Linked DNA regions of Mus musculus: region 2 is linked to region 1. Evidence: chromatin contacts called from public HiChIP or PLAC-seq data. All regions are on one chromosome and are shown on one strand. Each heading gives the region's core, a stretch centred on a gene start, on an enhancer-like site or on the middle of the called end of the contact. The rest is flanking DNA. Distances are from core to core; before and after follow the strand shown.

What was found. HiChIP or PLAC-seq counts read pairs in DNA pulled down with a chosen protein or histone mark.
Region 2: a contact with region 1 is called in a CTCF HiChIP or PLAC-seq map of the NIH/3T3 cell line, with 8 read pairs. The contact joins two enhancer-like sites. A contact is called at or near these places in 2 of 15 datasets of contacts at CTCF or cohesin (both in the NIH/3T3 cell line) and 1 of 484 Hi-C or Micro-C datasets (embryonic fibroblasts).

What each region holds. Positions count from the first base shown.
Region 1 is chr17:49,476,251-49,479,006 of GRCm38.p6, reverse strand. It overlaps Daam2 (dishevelled associated activator of morphogenesis 2), which reads left to right. Exons shown (of 25, transcript NM_001379372.1): 15 at 2,452-2,559. Among named protein-coding and RNA genes, the nearest start is that of Gm41595, 34 kb to the right of the region's middle. Within about 2 kb of position 1,381, at least 27 of the 459 cell types and tissues checked have an H3K27ac peak or open chromatin away from gene starts, as enhancers often do. A contact at or near this core is called in the NIH/3T3 cell line, where this site is marked.
Region 2 is chr17:49,690,217-49,692,990 of GRCm38.p6, reverse strand. All of the region lies in intron 6 of Kif6 (kinesin family member 6), which reads right to left. Among named protein-coding and RNA genes, the nearest start is that of Kif6, 76 kb to the right of the region's middle. RefSeq lists an enhancer at 1,043-2,210. Within about 2 kb of position 1,395, at least 57 of the 459 cell types and tissues checked have an H3K27ac peak or open chromatin away from gene starts, as enhancers often do. A contact at or near this core is called in the NIH/3T3 cell line, where this site is marked.

The DNA.
Region 1 (2,756 bases), core at 132-2,631:
AGTTGGGAAAAGTACTTGTCATGCAAGCCTGGGGACCTGAGCTCAATCCCTAGCACTCATGAAAAAGAAGAGGGGGAGGAGGAAGAACAACGGAAAGAGAAAGAAGAAAGAGAAGGCAAAGACGAAGGAGGAGAAGAGGAGGAGGAGGGGGGAGGGGGAGGAGGAGGAGGAGAAGGAGGAGGAGGAAGTATAAGTAGTAGTACTGGACATGATAGATTGGGCTTGATCCCAGCTCTGAAGAGGCAGAGGCAGGAGAATGCCCGAGGCTCTCTGTCCAGCCAGCCTAGCCTACCTGAGTTCCAGGACAGTGAGAGACACTGTCCTTATAAAGGCGAGCAGTTCCTGAGGAACACCACCTGCAGGTGACCTAATCTACACACTCGCCATACACACATACACGTGCAGACATGCCTCCGTATATGTGCATCCACACCCATGTACATGTATACATACCCCCATAAATATATTAAAATTTTAGGATGTGGCAGGGATTGAGAAAATAGAGTGGTGGGATGTTTCAGCCAGTGAAGAGCTTGTTGTGCAAGCCCAGAGACCTGGGTTCAGTCCCAGAAACTAATGTGAAGGGAGAGGGAGAGAACCGACTCTACAGAGTTGTCCTCTGACCGTCACAAGCACATGCTGTAGTGCACAAATGCCCTGTGAACACACATCATGCACATCACATACACACAACAACAAGAAAATACAGACAAGATCATCAATAGCTTCTATGATATTGTCATGTCCCAGGAACCTAGGCTAGAGATGACAAGAGTGTTGGAAAAATTAAATTGGAGCATTTAGGTGGATATACTAGGGAAATATGATGAAAGTTATGATGTGGTGATTATGAGAAAGGTCTGGGCCCTGGGATGCTTCCACGAAGGAATGAAAGGCTCGACAGATGTGGGAGACAAGCTGTATTTGGGAAGCAGTGAAGATTGGGGTGACTCATCTGCCATTTTGGATACCCAAGTGTTTGAGCCACTCTATCTTTGCTCTGACCTCCACAAGAATACAAAGGACTAGGAGCTTTAATCTCATGGGCCTCCCTACCCCAAACCCTGTATAGGAGACACTAGGTCCCTGGATTGCCCCATTGCTTCAGTTAGCTCTTCCCCCTGCCTTCCTGACTCAGTTCCTATCCCTTCCTCTATCTCTGCCTCAGACCTTCCTTTCCATGAGCCCAGTTTCTTTTTCTTTTTCTAGTCTCTTCCTCTATCCTACATGTGTGCTCCTGAATGCACTCGCACATGAGGACACACACACACACACACACACACACACACACACACACACACACAGTGGTTGTTTCCACCATGAAAAGAATCTGTCTGTGTTGGCTTTGGCCAGTTGCCTGTATCCCTTGCTGCTGTGAGCTTCCTAGCCCAGCATTCCACATGAGGGTCCCTGGCCCTCGGAAGGCCACAGGAATGTCTCCTCCCTCTTGACTCTGGCCTAGCCTCCCATTTTCAGAGTTTAAGAAAACAGAAGTGAGTGAAAGGTACACTCTCAACTCTGAGGAGGAGAGGTAGGAAGGCGTGTGAGGGAGGTTGCCTGCTGGCCTCTAGACAGATGCAAGTAGGTGACCGGGTGATTTTAGTCCCAAAGACTAATGTTCTAGATGAGAAGAGGATTCTTGGAGGTGGGGCTGCATAATGAGGAGTGCTCTTCTATTCTCTGTTTGCCCTCTGCACTCCCATCCTCTGGATCATCAACACATTGTTACATGATTACTAGTACAGTTTGGGCTTCTATTGACCCTAGCACAAGGGTCCTCCAAAAACAAACAAACAAACAAACAAGCAAATGGGATGGTACCTCAAAACTGAGAGCTGGAAACTGTAAACTTATAGGTCCATTGCAAACATTAAAGATGGAAATACCTTCCCTGGCTCTGACCGGCGGGAACTTGAGATAGGTTTTGCTGATCTGAGCAGAGTTACTACATGGGGCCAGCATGTCCCAGAGTTTGGCACATGTCCTCTTTCTGGGAACTGAGAAAAGTGGGAACAAGGTATTGGGAAAGAAAAGGACCATCTCAGATCCAGGAAATGTAGTCTATGCACAGGCCCAGACTATCCCACATACATGTGAGCTGCAATGCTTTCAGGGACTCTATAAGAGAACAGGCCTGCAGGGTGCTCTCAGAGTATTGCCTTTGGTCAAATAGGTGCCCCAACTCTCCAGCCCTTGCAGTGATTTCTCAGATACTTCGATGTGGCCTCACATGAAAGGGAGAGATGACAAAATGTCTTCTGTCTCTACCAAGAGTATTGTAGAAGAGGGATGTTGGAGAGGGGTGGTGTTATTGGACTCCTTTCTGGAAGTCTGAGACATTGGCCACTGAAACATGTGCCTTTGGGGATTAGTGATGTTAGGGAAATCTTGGTGGCTCTGTCACAGAAGAGCCAGGCCAACCACGATCCTTCTCCTTACTCTGAACCTCAGGAGCGTGTTTCTGGCACCGTGTGGAATGAAATTGATGACTCGCAGGTATTTCGGATTCTGGACCTGGAAGACTTTGAAAAAATGTTCTCGGCATATCAGAGGCACCAGGTAAGATTTGGACCCTCTGGTCTCTTAGATATTGACTTTCATATCTTGACTTGCACACATGTGTGCACAGGCGCACACACATTTGCATGTACACGCTCACACACATACACAGAGACACAGGTACACACACAGACACACAGACATACACACACACACACACAGACACACAGACACACAGACACACACAGACACACACA
Region 2 (2,774 bases), core at 146-2,645, 210 kb before region 1:
CTCTCTCTCTCTCTCTCTCTCTCTCTCTCTCTCTCTCTCTCTCTCTCTCTCTTTCTCTCTCTGTGTGTGTGTGTGTGTGTGTATGTATGTGTATAGGCTTGTCTATGCAAATTAATGTAGATATCTTTGGAGCCCATAAGAAGGTACTGGGTTTACTGCAGTTGGAGTTAGAGACAGTTCTGAGACGCCTGACATGAACACTGAAATCTGAACTGGGCTCCTCTTAAAGTTCAGCAAGTTCTCTTAATCATTGAACTGTCCTTCCAGCCCCAAAGACCAACAATACAAAACAATAAAACATTGCCTAGTTATAGCAATACTCATCTCAGAATAAGGTACAACATACAAAACACATGAAATAAAGATTGATTTGCAAATACAAGAACAAAAAAAGAACTAAAAGACATATATAAAATAAGAATGTTTTTGCTTAATATATGACTGTTATTTCATCAGTACTGATTCCTTTAATAATTTTTTGTTTGATTTTTGTTTCTGTGTTTGTTTTCCAGAGACAAAGTCTCTCTGTATAACATGGCCGTGGGTCACCATTTGGGTGCTGGAAATTGAACTCAGGACCTCTGGAAGAGCGGGCAGTGCTCTTAACCACTGAGCCATCTTACTAGTTCAATTGTTTAAAACTGACTGACTACTATAGAGCAGGCTGTGTTTCTAGTTTCCATGGATATGGGCTCTGTAAACAAGATATGGTGTCAGCATGTCAGCCAGACATACCAGAATACTCCAAGAGAAAAACGGAAGAAAGTACCAAGGTTGAAGGATGTTCAGAGCTTAGTGACAGCAAGGATTGGGTAGATATGATAGCTCAAAGAGAAAAGGAGCTTGCCACCAAGCTCAAGGAGGAGAGTTGAGTCTCCGGGACCCACACAATGGAAGGAGAGAAATAATCTTTGTTAGTTGTCCTCTGACTTCCACAGACAACATACCACACCTACACACATACACCCAAAGTAAATAAAAATGTTCTGTGCAAATAAAAAAAAAAGAATTTAAAAAATTATAAAACATGGAAAACACAAATTGCAACAGGCTTTTCTTGTTTTCCCTCCAGCTGGCAGACCTTGGGAATGCTGGGGTATGACGGGCAGAGCCAGCATAGGCCTGCTCACATAACTCTTCTGACTCTTTTTAGCCACCAGGTGCAAACTCCTGCCCACCTCAGTGAAGCTATTTCAAGTCCACTAAGCCTCAGACTGCAGCTTGTAAGTGCTGCGGGATGCTGTGGTCCAGAGTGACCCTCTGCCTTGTGTGAGCAGAGGGTGCTGGAGAACAGGGGTGGGGCCCGTCCAGGAAAACACCAATAGACTTAGCAGGGGCGGAGGTGGTCTGACGAGAACATACAGCATGCCTTCTCCAAATACACTGGACTAGTTGACGGGAACAGCTCAACAAGGAGAGTCAGGAGGTATCAAGTCACACCAGCTATGAGTGGGTCCTCGGGGTGTGGTAACTCGTGGTTCAGTACGTGCAACATTCACACTCACTTGGGAAAAAAATTACCTACGGGACATAATCAAGTATTATTCAAAATAGTGGTAGGATTGCAGAACTTAATACTTCTGAATAAAGAAATGGCTTTAACAACTTTTCTGTAAAAGGCTGAATACCAAAGAAAAGCGTACTCCACCTTGTGTCCTACATATCTGGACTTTGTTTTGCAAATGTTTTCTGGTTTCCATGACAACCTCTAGAGTTGTCTGTGCAAAGGAAAACTCTCCTTCTCTCTCTCTCTCTCTCTCTCTCTCTCTCTCTCTCTCTCTCTCTCTCTCTCTCTCTCTCCCTCTCTCTCTCTCTCTCTGTCTCTCTCTCTCTTCCCTTCCCTCCGCCTCTCTCTTTTAAAGAAATGATTAGTGTGTTCTTTTTATCATGGAAAGCTCGTTCTGTGCTGACAAATTACATCTTGACAGTTAGCTCGTGATCCAAGACAGGCGTGTCAGCAGGCTGAATAATAAGGAATTTTCAGGAGCTGGCAATCTGCATTTATAGTTTTATGTATGAGTGGTTGCTTTCATTGAATTCAAGAGATAAACGAAAGTGCTAAATACTTGGAATACTTCTGAGATAATTCAGAAGTACATCCATGCTTGAAATAGCTGACAGATGTCAATGTGATGACTGTGGTACGAAGGGACATGAGCTGCTGAATCAGAAGGACAGGGCAGAGCCTGGCATCCACTCACTAAGCTGTGTGGGCTTCCGCAGGACACAGAGCCCGTTCAACCTGTCTCCCCCAATAAAGTCAGTGCTGGAAATTCTGCATGGGTAGGTGATAACAATGTGTGGGTGGCTAAGGGAGCTTGCTGCTAACACTTGTGACATGAGTTTGATTCCCAGAACGCACATGCTGTCTTCTGGCTTTCACATGTGTGTTTTGGCATGTGCACACATATGTACAAATGCATAAGCATAAATGAATGAAGCATAAATGAATGAATAAATAAATAAATAATAAATGTTATTCTTAAAGATGTATATAAAGTGCATTGAATGGCAAGGCTATGACCACTAGTTTTATCAAAGAAAAAAAAAAGAAGCAAACATGGGAGAAATGAACACACTAGGCAATATTGATTCAGGGACACACTAGGATTGGGCTGCTTTGGGTTTAAGGCCTTTAGGGGGTCATTAGTAGATAAATCCCCCAGTGGGCAATAGGAAAGACTTGGGTGTTTGTGAGGTGGAAAATGGCAGGTACATTTCACAAAGGCTTTCCTTAGAACTTTTCAAAATGGCCTAAAATTCTGTATGGAATC